2 separate regions of the Mus musculus genome follow, and region 2 is linked to region 1. A link is a contact called in public HiChIP or PLAC-seq data. All regions are on one chromosome and are shown on one strand. Each heading gives the region's core, a stretch centred on a gene start, on an enhancer-like site or on the middle of the called end of the contact. The rest is flanking DNA. Distances are from core to core; before and after follow the strand shown. Region 1 has its middle 18 kb from the start of Tex44. Region 2 holds the start of Ptma (prothymosin alpha).

Region 1 (5,001 bases), core at 512-3,011:
CAACAAAGGGGTAAATGGGTGATGCTAGGCTTGGTGGTTTGGGACCCATAATTGCATTATTTAGGATGCAGAGATAGGAAAGTAATGAGTTCAAGAACAGCCTGGGATACATAGTTTAGACCAACCTGAGCTACAAGAGAGTCCCTGTCAAGAACATCAAGGGGCTGGAGAGATGGCTCAGTGGTTAAGAGGTCTTGAGTTCAATTCCCAGCAACCACATGGTGGCTCACAATCATCTGTAACAATTCTGGCCTATCTGAAGACAGCTTGTAAGACCCCGAAACTGGGGAGACCTCCGCTCAAGTCCCGGGATGAGCTGGCCGGCACCCCAATAACTCGAGAGAAAACCACACCTGATGCAAAGCTGCAAGAGGATTTATTATCAGCTAGCTGAGGATGAACTCCTTTCATGGAGCAGGGCAGGGGAGTTCGACCCTGAGCAGTAACAGTAGGGGGCTTTTTAAGGAAAAAGTGAGGAATTGGGAGGAGTTGGGAGGAGTTGGGAGGAGTTTGGCTATAGCTCTTCTCTGGGGTGTACTTGGTAAAATTACAAGTCATGAGGAGTGGGGAGTGAGTTGTAGCTCTACTTTGTGGAGTTTATCTTTGGCACAGGGAGCCAGGCAAGCGCCTGGCTAGGTCTTTTTACAATTATCGCATCTCTGGTTGTAAGGTATAGAAACAAAAAGGCTTTAGAGAACAAAGAGCTTCTTTCTGGCTGTATTTTTAGAGATCAGGGAAAACAAGCTTGGGGAAAATGCTTTAAGTCGGGGTCTCACAAGCTATAGTATGCTCATATACATTAAGTAAATAAAATCTTTTTTTAAAAAAAAGAACAACGGGGGAATGGGTGGGTAGGGGAGTGGGGATGGGTGGGTATGGGGGACTTTTGGTATAGCGTTGGAAATGTAAATGAGCTAAATACCTAATAAAAATGGAAAAAATAAAATAAAAATGCAAAAAAAAAAGAACAACAACAAAAATGTTGTTGTATACTTTACATGAAAGAGCTGGACAGCATGTGAATTCTGTGTCAACAAAACTGGTCTTAAAAATAGATTCCTTCCACCACAGCTTCCTCCCTCTTCTCTGGGTCAGCTCTGAGTCGTGTTCTGCACAGTGGAGTTCTTGCCACCTCATCTTCTGCTGGGCCTCACTTCCTCGAGTTCCCCCACACTTCCTGGATTTTCCTCACAGATAAATACCTTCCTCCCTCTATGCAGGTCTGCACCCTCCTTGGGTTGGGAGTCAACACGCCCTTTGGGGTGGGCTTGTGTGTGTGCACTGTGCATGTACACCTGCTCAAACAGAGGTCAAGATGGAGCGTCTTCTTCTAGTCCTCGTCACCGTATCTTTCTAGACCGGTTTTCCTCACTGAACTCCCAATGTTCATCAGTTGGCTAGACTACCTGGCCGGTAAGCTCTGGGAAACAGCCTAAGTCCTCCAGCACTAAGGCTGCAGATGCTGTAGGTGTATCCCACCGCACATGTTTACATGGATCCTAGGAATCTGAATTAATGCTTGGGAGGCAGGCACTCTACCTGCAGACACTTTACCTGCTGGACCATCTCTCAGCCCAGAGGAATGTTCCCATCCGAGAAGAGGGCTTGGACCAAGGTCAAAGACCTGAGGGGCTGGTCTCAGCCACTGCCGTGAAACTGGCATCAGGCCAATGTGATTTGCCTTTGTCAGGCCTGGGAACAGTGACAGGGACTGTGAAATAACCAAGCCCTGTCAGTGACCTTTACCCCAGAGCTCATTACCCCTTTGGCTCGGTTTTTGGCTGTCCTTGCGGCAGAGACTTCCTGTGAGCACACAAACAGAGACGGATGAGACTATGCACGGTATGGGGCCTAGTAGGGCGGTCTGTGGGAAGACTGAGCCTCTTCTACTTCATCTTTTTAAAATTATTGTCTCACGTAGCCCAAGCTGACCTTGAACTTGCTATGGAGCTGAGACTGGTCTTGAACACCCAAGTACTAAGATTATAGGCATGCACCACCATGCCTGGCTTCATTTTGAGCATAGTTAGAAAAACACTACATAGCAAAAGCAAACCAGGGGCGCCCTGCTGGCCCCAAGAAAAGGTGTATCTGCTGTAACAAAGGACCACAGTCTGGGTTACTAATGAAACAGAAATTTTCTCATTATTTGGAAAGCTGAAAATTCAAGATCAAGGTGTGGAAGGGTCCAATTTCTCCTGAGGCCTCTCTCCTTGGGTTACAGTAGAACACCTCTGGCTGGGTCTTACCTATATAAATACAATGAATCTTTTCTCTAAGGACACATTTCTACTTTGTGGGTGCATCCAAGGGGAGGGGACAAAACTGGAGAGATGACTCATCAGCTAAGCACACTTATTTCTCTTGCAGAGGACCAGAGTTCAGTCCCAGCGCTCATACGGAGGTTCACAAACATAGGTCAGTCTAGTTCTGGGGGACTCAGCACCCACTTCCGACCTCCTTGGGCACTAAGCATGTATGTGGTACACATGCATACATGTAAACCAAATACTTACACATAAAATAAAATAAATCTAATTTTTAAAATAAAAATTTAAAAAAGACTGTCTTGGGTCCCATCACTGTGACCCGCAAGCTGGAAGAAGAGAACTGACTCCCACAGACTGTCCTCTGACCTGCACACGCCCCCCCTTAATAAATCAATAAATGCCATTAAGAATAATTAAGAAAGAAAGACTGGGCAGTGGTGGTGCACATCTTTAACCATAGCACTCGGAAGGCTGAGGCAAGTGAATCTCTGTGAGTTCGAGACCAGCCTGGTCCATTCTGGGACAGCCAGGGCTACCCAGAGAAACTCTGTCTTGAAAGTCAACAAAGAAAAAAAAGAAAGAAAGGGAACATTGGTGGCCCATTTTGTATACTTTACTGACAGGTTTGCTTCTAAGAGGGTTTAAAGCCTTGTCATAACTCAAATGCTAATCCAAGTCGATGTTTGCCATAATTATATATGTACAAGATGTGGCTGGCATCTGCAGTGAACTGAGACTGTAGGTAAGAGAGATTGCTTTTGATGTGTGGGTGGACCTTACCCAATCAACTGAAGACCTTATGAACAAAACCTAAGGCCTCCCTAGAGGCAAAGGAAGTCTTCAGTGGCCCTCCTGCCAGGGGTCTCCATGCACATTTCACACTCGCCAGCCCCACAATGACAAGAGTCACTCCCACGGACTAGCTTACGTGCATATGTAGAGATGTGCACCTACTGTCTACGTTGTGAAGGAGGAATGGTGAATCGCTACGGGCTCTGCCTCTCTGCAGTATGCTGGGCAGCACATCTACCCTTCGGAGGGCAGAGTGTGCAAGGGGCTGGCTGGGGTGTGTCAGGATCAGAGTCCACCATACGGGGGTGGGGGTGGGGGTAAGCAGGGGTGGTGTATCAATCTCTCTCCTGAAATCTCCTGAGGTCACAGTGCAGCGGGTGGGAATTTTGTTGCCATCTGTCCCAGAAAATGTATTCTCCCCAAACTGTAGTAGAACCAAAAATAGGCCCCGCAAAGCTCTTCCAAAACAACACTAAAAGTGGAAAATTGCAATCACTCACAGGATTCTGAAGGCAAGTCCTAAAACCAGCTCTCCATTAATCAGCTCAGATCCTATCACTGCTGATGGGAATTCTCCAGGAGCCCTTCGCACAAGCCCAGAAATATCTAGTCTACAGCCTGGGCTTGCTCCCCTGCTCTCCTCCTGGCTATGCTCCTGCCTCAGGGAGAATGGGCCCGTCTCATTCCCTTATGTCTTAATCTCAGGGCTTCTGGAGGGAGCAGCTAATACATATTCATATATACATACATGCATAAATACACATACATATGATTGAGTGTGTAGATTAATAATAAATAATAGATGATAAATGATAGACAGATAGATAGTTAGATAGACATATTGATATATTGATAGATAGATGACTCATCAATCCTAAAGCTCACGAATCCCATTTGACTCAGTACCCATCAGACCCTGGGCCAAGCTATGGTGGCCATTAGTGGTTGGCAAAATGCCTTGTTTGGCCTAGGGACCCAGCTGTCCCAGCATCCCAGCTGGAATGGGTGAAGTGGGCACCTTATATGAATCTCAGCAGAGAACCTGTCCCTCCACAAGGTGAATTTAAACTGGGCCATTGTGGACTGCTGTCTAACTGGGCTATGAAAGCAGAAGACCAGGGTAACAGAGAAAAGCCACTAGGCAGCTGCTGCCAGAACCCACAGGATGCCAAAAAATTATTGCTGAGTACAGTTGAGAGTGGAGCTGCCCTAGCTGAGGTAGACAGGAAGATGGCTCTGACAGGAGCAGACAGGTCCCTGCTGGCCCAGGCCAAAAAGAAAGAAGCAGTTTCTGTTGTGGGGGGTGGGGGAGTGGGAAGCATTACAGATTTACTGAGGTGTCCGCTACACCGCTAATTCAATTTCTTAAACCTCCTTCTTTCTTTTCTTTCTCTTCTTTCTCTCTTTCTTCCTCTCTTTCTCTTTCTTTCTCTCTTTCTCTCTTTCTTTCTTTCTTCTTCCTTCCGTCTTCCCTCCCTCCCTCCCTTCCTCCCTCTCTCTCTTTCTTTTCCTTTTTTTTTTTCTTTTTTTTTTTTGAGACAGGGTTTCTCTGTGTAGCCCTAGCTGTCCTGAAACTCACTCTGCAGACCAGACTGGTCTCGAACTCAGAAATCCACCTGCCTCTACCTCCCAAGCGCTGGGATTAAAGGTGTGCACCACTACTGTCCGGCTCTCTTTTTCTTTTAGATTCATTTATTTCGATGTGTCAGAAGAAGGTGTTGGATCCCCTGGGACCTAGAGTTACAGAAGACAGACTGCCACGTAGGGCTGGGAATCGGTCAGCGTGGCAAGAGAAGAGAGAGCTCTTATGGGCTGAGCCACGTCTCCAGCCCCATTTTTGTTTTGTTTTTTTTTTAACTATGTACACGTATTGCCTTAAAACCGCAAGACAAAGCAAGACAGTGCCAGTGTCTGGCCTGGGAAGCTTGGGCGGTGAGCG
Region 2 (5,696 bases), core at 2,752-5,251, 120 kb after region 1:
AGCCATGGGTGTGTGTGTGTGTGTGTGTGTGTGTGTGTGTGTGTGCTCTTACACAATCCTGCCCCAGGCAAGGCGGGAGGGTTGAAAGGCAGCTGGCAGCTCCCCAGGCCCTGCCGCCTGAGCAAGGAAACCACAGCCCGAAACTCCAGGGGTTCAGAATTCTGAGGCTCCAGAGAGAAGGCAGGAGGTTTTGAGGCCTGTTCCACTGCGGCTACCTCCCAGACTCTGTCACTCCTCAGAAGCCGAGGTCCCTGCCAACCCTGCTGGGCACTGAATCACAGGCTTCAGAAACTCTGAAGCCATCGTCCTCATTTGCCATCGAACATGAGAAAAATCTGCTGAGGACGGTATTCCTTTTGCCAGAGTCCTGCAGACATCCTTACATCAACACACTTACATACAGATGGCCACTGGAAGGCGGCAGCCTAAGGGCACGCTTCCCTTACTGTGAGGGACTGTTATTGGCCCTTTTTGGATATCTAGTTCTTCAGTTCACTGTTATGCCATGTCTGGTTTTTAGAGGTGAGAAAGAGGATCACACAATTATACACAAACAGGAAACAGCATGGCCCAGGCTGAATCCAGGCACAGCTTTAATACATGTATGGATTATATATAATGATTACATAGTTATACCATATAATCCATTACACACACACACACACACACACACACACACACACACTGCCCAGATCCCAAATATATACTTTAATTAAAAAAGAAAATTCCGTGTATATGGCTGGGCATGGTGGCACAAGCCTTTAATCCCAGTAAGGGGAGGCAGAGGCAGGCGGATTTCTGAATTCAAGGCTAGCCTGGTCTACACAGAGAGAGTTCCAGGTCAGCTAGGGCTACACAGAGAAACCTTGTCTTGAGAAATTAAAGCAATCAAACAAAAATGACAGGTATCTGTTTATGTGGGGAGGAGGTCACACGTGTGGAGGTCAGCAGACGTCTTGTGGGAATGACTCTCTCCTACCGTGTAGACCCCAGAGACTGAGCTCAGATCCTCAGGCCTGGCAGCACCTTCATCTTGGGCACCACATATGCTGGAAATGACTTAGGAGCCATCCTAGGCTGCAGGCTGAGCACCCATAGAGCCAGGTTGGTTAAATAAACAAGTCAGGCCTGCTGGGGAATGTGTAAAGCAACAAGACAGGTGCCCAGGAAAATTCCCTAAAAATGAACTTGCCCTGAGGCCATGGTGGTTGTTGGTTTTTTTTTTTTTTTTTTTTTTTTGTCTTTGTTTGTTTTTTGAGACAGGTTTTGTCTATGTAGGCTGGCCTCAAATTCATAAATTTACCTGCCTCTGCCTCCCGAGAAAGGCCTGTGCCACCATTCCAGGCTGCCCTAAGGCCATCTGGACCACCTGCACTGAACATAGCTTTAAGGCAGGCCCAGAACACCCTAGACCTGTTTGAACCGACCCAGGGGAAGGGATGTGGCCTGTTAGGACTCACTAGCTTGTTTGGAGAGACTTGGGTAACACCATGGAAGTACTTCACTTCCGGCCTCTGGAGCAGCCTAAGGCCTAAGATACATGGATGAGTGGAAGTACAGACAGTAAGACCAGCCCTCTCACAAACAGCTGAAGAGGTAGAACAACCTGTTAAGGAAAGAAAGGGACTCTTCATAGTCCCAGCAACTACAGCAGTTCCTGGCTCTTAAGACTCCTGTGGCCAGACAAAAGGCCCAGAGGAGACTTCTGTTCCTGGTCTTCTCAAACATACTAGGATAGCGGGAGCTCTGACCATGGCTTATTTGATAACTCTAACTTCCTTTCTAGAACCTATGGATTTTTTTTTCTTTGTATGAGCCAAACACTGTCATGAATACAGCAGGAGGTCCGTAAGCTTAGCTTGAACATAGATAGTGCTTCTACAACCAGATGCGTGGGCCTTCCTCCCTTATGGTAGAGGCACGGGCATGCACAAGACTAGATAAAGCAGTTCTTCTTCGAGGGAAGTTCATACTTATCCAGCTTCTCACTGATTGCCACCTTGCCTCCCTCAGCTCTCCCAATCCAGAACTCAGAAACCACAACTAAGATGTGGGTGGTATAGGCCAAGCTCTTTGTGCATCTGGGTTTTGTAGATGGAACAATCCTCTAGAGAATAACGGGAGCTTAATGGATAAGCACCAGGTAGAAAGCATCCTCCTTTCTGTTTATATTGAAGCACCGTCCCTCCCTATCTACAAAAAAGGGGTCTGGGCAGCTGCAGCTCAAAGGCCCTTCCCTGTTTAAGCTCCATATCCTCATCACAGTAAAGCCCGCTGGCGGGGGTGGGGCAGTTCGGACTCAGGCAGTTTGTGCAACCTAGGGCGCTGGGGCGCGATAACCGTCTCCGGCCATTAGTGTGCTCCGAGAAGAGCGAGACCCCGGGGGCCTTCACACCCTCCCTTGCCAGGGGCTGCCAGGACAGGAGCAACCGCTGGACAACGGGAGTGAGCGCAGGCCAAAGGGCGGCGGCAAGGCTTTCTCCTTAAAGGAAAAGCTCACACAGGCCCAAGCGGCTGGTGGCGGGACTGGCACGTGCGCGCGGGGATGCGGGCCGGCCACGTGCGGCTCGCGGGCCGACCCTGGGTCCAACTGCAACAGTTTCCCGACACTGCACGTTCCTCTCCTCTCCTCAAGCTCCGCATAGGGGCCTCCGGGTGAGGATGGGCCCAAACGCCGGGGGTGAGCCATAAGGGCAGTTCAGTCTCCTCGCCTCGACCTCAAAGCTCTAAGGGACTTGGCACCCATTCACCCTCCCCGATTCAAGACTCCGGGTTTTCCTCACTCCCGATTCCACGGCCCCCAGGAGACAGACAGCAGGAATGACCAATGGCAGGGCGCAAAGCGTCAACTTTGTGTTCGCCCGCCACTCTCAGCCAGTGTGTGCGGGTTTCTCCCAAGTCCCGCCTTCCGTGTCGGGCGCCCCCTCCTGGCGACACACAGTCGGACGCTATCTGCCGCCATCTTGAGTGTGGCGAAGTCGTTTCTCCGAACCCGTTTATAGCCATTCTGGTCGCTCTTCTCACAGGGCAAATTCCTTAGTTCGACAGCCAAGTGAGACAGCGCTAAAAATGGAGTAATATAGTATTTTGAAGTTGTTCGCGTGAGCCGAGTCGCCACGTCACGCCACGCTTGCCGAGTCCAACGCCATCTTGAGTGTGGCGTCTTTATGGTTTTTCTTTTCTCAGGCTCCGCGTGGTACCGTAAATGGCTCAAGTTTGAAGGAACCCCTTCAAGGACTAGTCCTAATGGCCGGGGAGACAAGTTTCTCCCAGTTGCACACTGTTCATATGCCCACTGGAGCCTGCAAAATGTTAGGGGAGAGGGGTAAACTCGATGGCCGGGCGGGGCTCTGGATGATGTTAAGAGCTGTCGCGACGGCAGTGACCTCTTACAGCAGACGCTGACCAGAGAGCCCTGAGGCGCGACACCGCCTTGTGGCGTGAGGCCCCAGGCCTGTCTCGCTCGAGGACACCGGGACTTTCGCATGAGTCCCCCCAAGTGTGCAGGGCGCGAGGCCCACTCCGGAGCTGACCCTGGACGGCGGGACAGTGGTGGGCGGTGGGGATCACTAGTGTCATCGAGGCGGAGGGAAAGGAGGACGGGGCGGAAGGTGCGAGTCACAGTCACCCCGTTGTGTGGACTGATGTTCACTTGAACTGGGACAACTTGCTCTTCGGTGCGGGCAGGTCCCGGGCGCGGGAACCACGCGGGACACCGCCCGGGGCAAGCGCCGCCCATCGCTCGCCTTCCCCTCCCCCTCCCCCTGGCGGGCAGTGCTCCCGCTCCCCCTCCTCCCTCCCTCCCCCTCCTTCTTCCGAGCAGTCGCGAGGGAGGGGGAGGACCGGGGCTGGGCGGGCAGCTTTGCCGCGCTTTAGCTTTCTGCGTCAGAGGCCTTAGCAAAACAGCTGCGGGAGCGCGCACGCGCGCGACCCCCCTCCGGCGTGGCGAGACCCAACAAAATTCAACACTCTGAATGACAGTGCGGCGGGGGACTGCGCAGCGCGCGCCAAGCCGAGGCACTGCCGCTTTAAGCTCACTTGCCCATTGTTCGGAATCGAGCCAATGAGAGGACGCCCGCTCCCTGCGCTCAGCCAATAGCGCCGGGACTAGGGTGGCTGAGCACCGCCCACTAATCTATATTAAAGCTTCTGGCGCCGCGTGAGTCCCCCACTGGCTGCTCCGAAAAGCCATCTTTGCATTGTTCCTGGGTCGTGCTCCGCGCTCGCTGCAGCCACCTTCGCCGCCCACCGCCTCCTCCAGCGCGGACTCCGGCAGCTCTCTCGCCAGAGTCCTCGAACTCGACTTTTAATTCCCTCACTCGCGGCATCGGACCACCGGCGTGCCCCACCATGTCAGACGCGGCAGTGGATACCAGCTCCGAGATCACCACCAAGGTGAGGCTGGACGCCGCCCGCCCCCTCGGGGTCTGCGCGCCGTCGCCCGGGCGGCGTTGGGGCGCGTGGTTGCGGGCTTTCAGGAAAGCATCACGCAAACGCTTTTCCAGGCGACCCCGCCACCCTCCAGCGGCGCGATGGCCCCGGGCAACACTCTTTGTGTGCGGGGGAGGGGGCGCGAAGCGGCGCGGGCATTGGTGCCGCCGTCGGGAGCTGGCCGATGGCCTGGGGTCGCCTCGGAACTCGGACGCAAACGGGGAGGGCCGAGACGCGGATTCTCGAAACTTGTTTGCGAATGGTTTGAGCGCTCTCGGGGCCGGGGTCGCGGGGCCGCGGCGCACGGAAATAACTTTGAAACTCCGGCGCGTCCGCAGTCGGAAGTGTGGGGGGCGCGTGTGCGGCGCCGGCGAGCTGAGGGCGCCCGCGGCCGAGTCGCTCTTTGTTAGGCGCCCGGGTTCGCGCCCTATAGCGGGCCGGCCACCGGTTATCCGGGATGACGCGGATGGGGCGGCGTGCTGCGCTGGGGGGATTCTGACCGCGACACCTAAGGGTCTGGTCCGCAGCCACGGGTGAACGCGGGTGGTCGTGTTTGTCCCCGCGGCGGCGGACCTCGTCGCAGGGTCAGTCATTGCTGACGGGGTTGGGCCCGGGCGGCGAGCCCACGCGAGAGGGGGAGGAAATAGAAAGTGAAGCTGCGGAGCGGCTGGACGCCCCCCCACGGCTCCCCAGCTGCGGTGGTGCCGTGGCGGTCTAGAAGCCCGCGCAGCACCGCGGTCCTGGCTGGGGTCCTGAGGCAGGGGCTCGCCCTCCCGGTGGAGTCTTCTCCACCCTCAGCCGTGTTCGGTTCGGACTCGTTGCTTTCAAACACCTCGATGTTCGCACCCCGCTTGTCCCGCAGTGGGGACTCAGTCCCAGTCGCCTTGTTTCTTTAAACTCCCGTGGCTCGCCATCTCCCTCGGCTGGTGCGACCCCGTGCAGAGCGCGCTCTGGAGCGATGCCCGCCACCGCTGTAACACTTTGTAGCAAGCATGGTCCCACCTCCGCCCTCGGCGGGAGTCTCAGGTGAATTCCCGCGAGGTCCAGCGCTCCTAGGGAGCGCCCCCCCCGAAGGTCTCGAGGGTCGGAGCCGAGGAGCTCCGAGTCCCTGGTGACCTACCGCGAGAGCTTGGCGCCAAAATCGGAGCCGGAAGCCGCGTGTTGCCCCTCACAGGCAGGACCCCAGGGGGCAGCACGGAGCGGGCTTTCTCCAGTGGGTGACTCCGCTCCCCTGGATGAAAGCGGACCTCGGGTCTCCAGGGCAC

What was found. HiChIP or PLAC-seq counts read pairs in DNA pulled down with a chosen protein or histone mark.
Region 2: a contact with region 1 is called in an H3K27ac HiChIP or PLAC-seq map of the HPC-7 cell line, with 5 times the contacts expected there. The contact joins the promoter of Ptma here to the enhancer-like site in region 1. A contact is called at or near these places in 11 of 39 promoter capture datasets (the 3T3-L1 cell line, 3T3-L1-derived adipocytes, the HPC-7 cell line and 7 more), 2 of 15 datasets of contacts at CTCF or cohesin (embryonic stem cells and large pre-B cells), 3 of 484 Hi-C or Micro-C datasets (the G1E-ER4 cell line, palatal mesenchyme and uterus), 8 of 115 datasets of contacts at active chromatin or transcription factors (the HPC-7 cell line, bone marrow-derived macrophages, embryonic basal ganglia and 3 more) and 3 of 9 other capture datasets (adipose tissue, liver and pancreatic islet).

The regions. Positions count from the first base shown.
Region 1 is chr1:86,405,385-86,410,385 of GRCm38.p6, forward strand. No RefSeq gene overlaps it. Among named protein-coding and RNA genes, the nearest start is that of Tex44, 18 kb to the right of the region's middle. Within about 2 kb of position 1,762, at least 56 of the 459 cell types and tissues checked have an H3K27ac peak or open chromatin away from gene starts, as enhancers often do. A contact at or near this core is called in the HPC-7 cell line, adipose tissue, bone marrow-derived macrophages and 1 more, where this site is marked.
Region 2 is chr1:86,522,556-86,528,251 of GRCm38.p6, forward strand. It overlaps Ptma (prothymosin alpha), which reads left to right and starts at 4,002. Exons shown (of 5, transcript NM_008972.3): 1 at 4,002-4,395. The coding sequence starts at 4,351.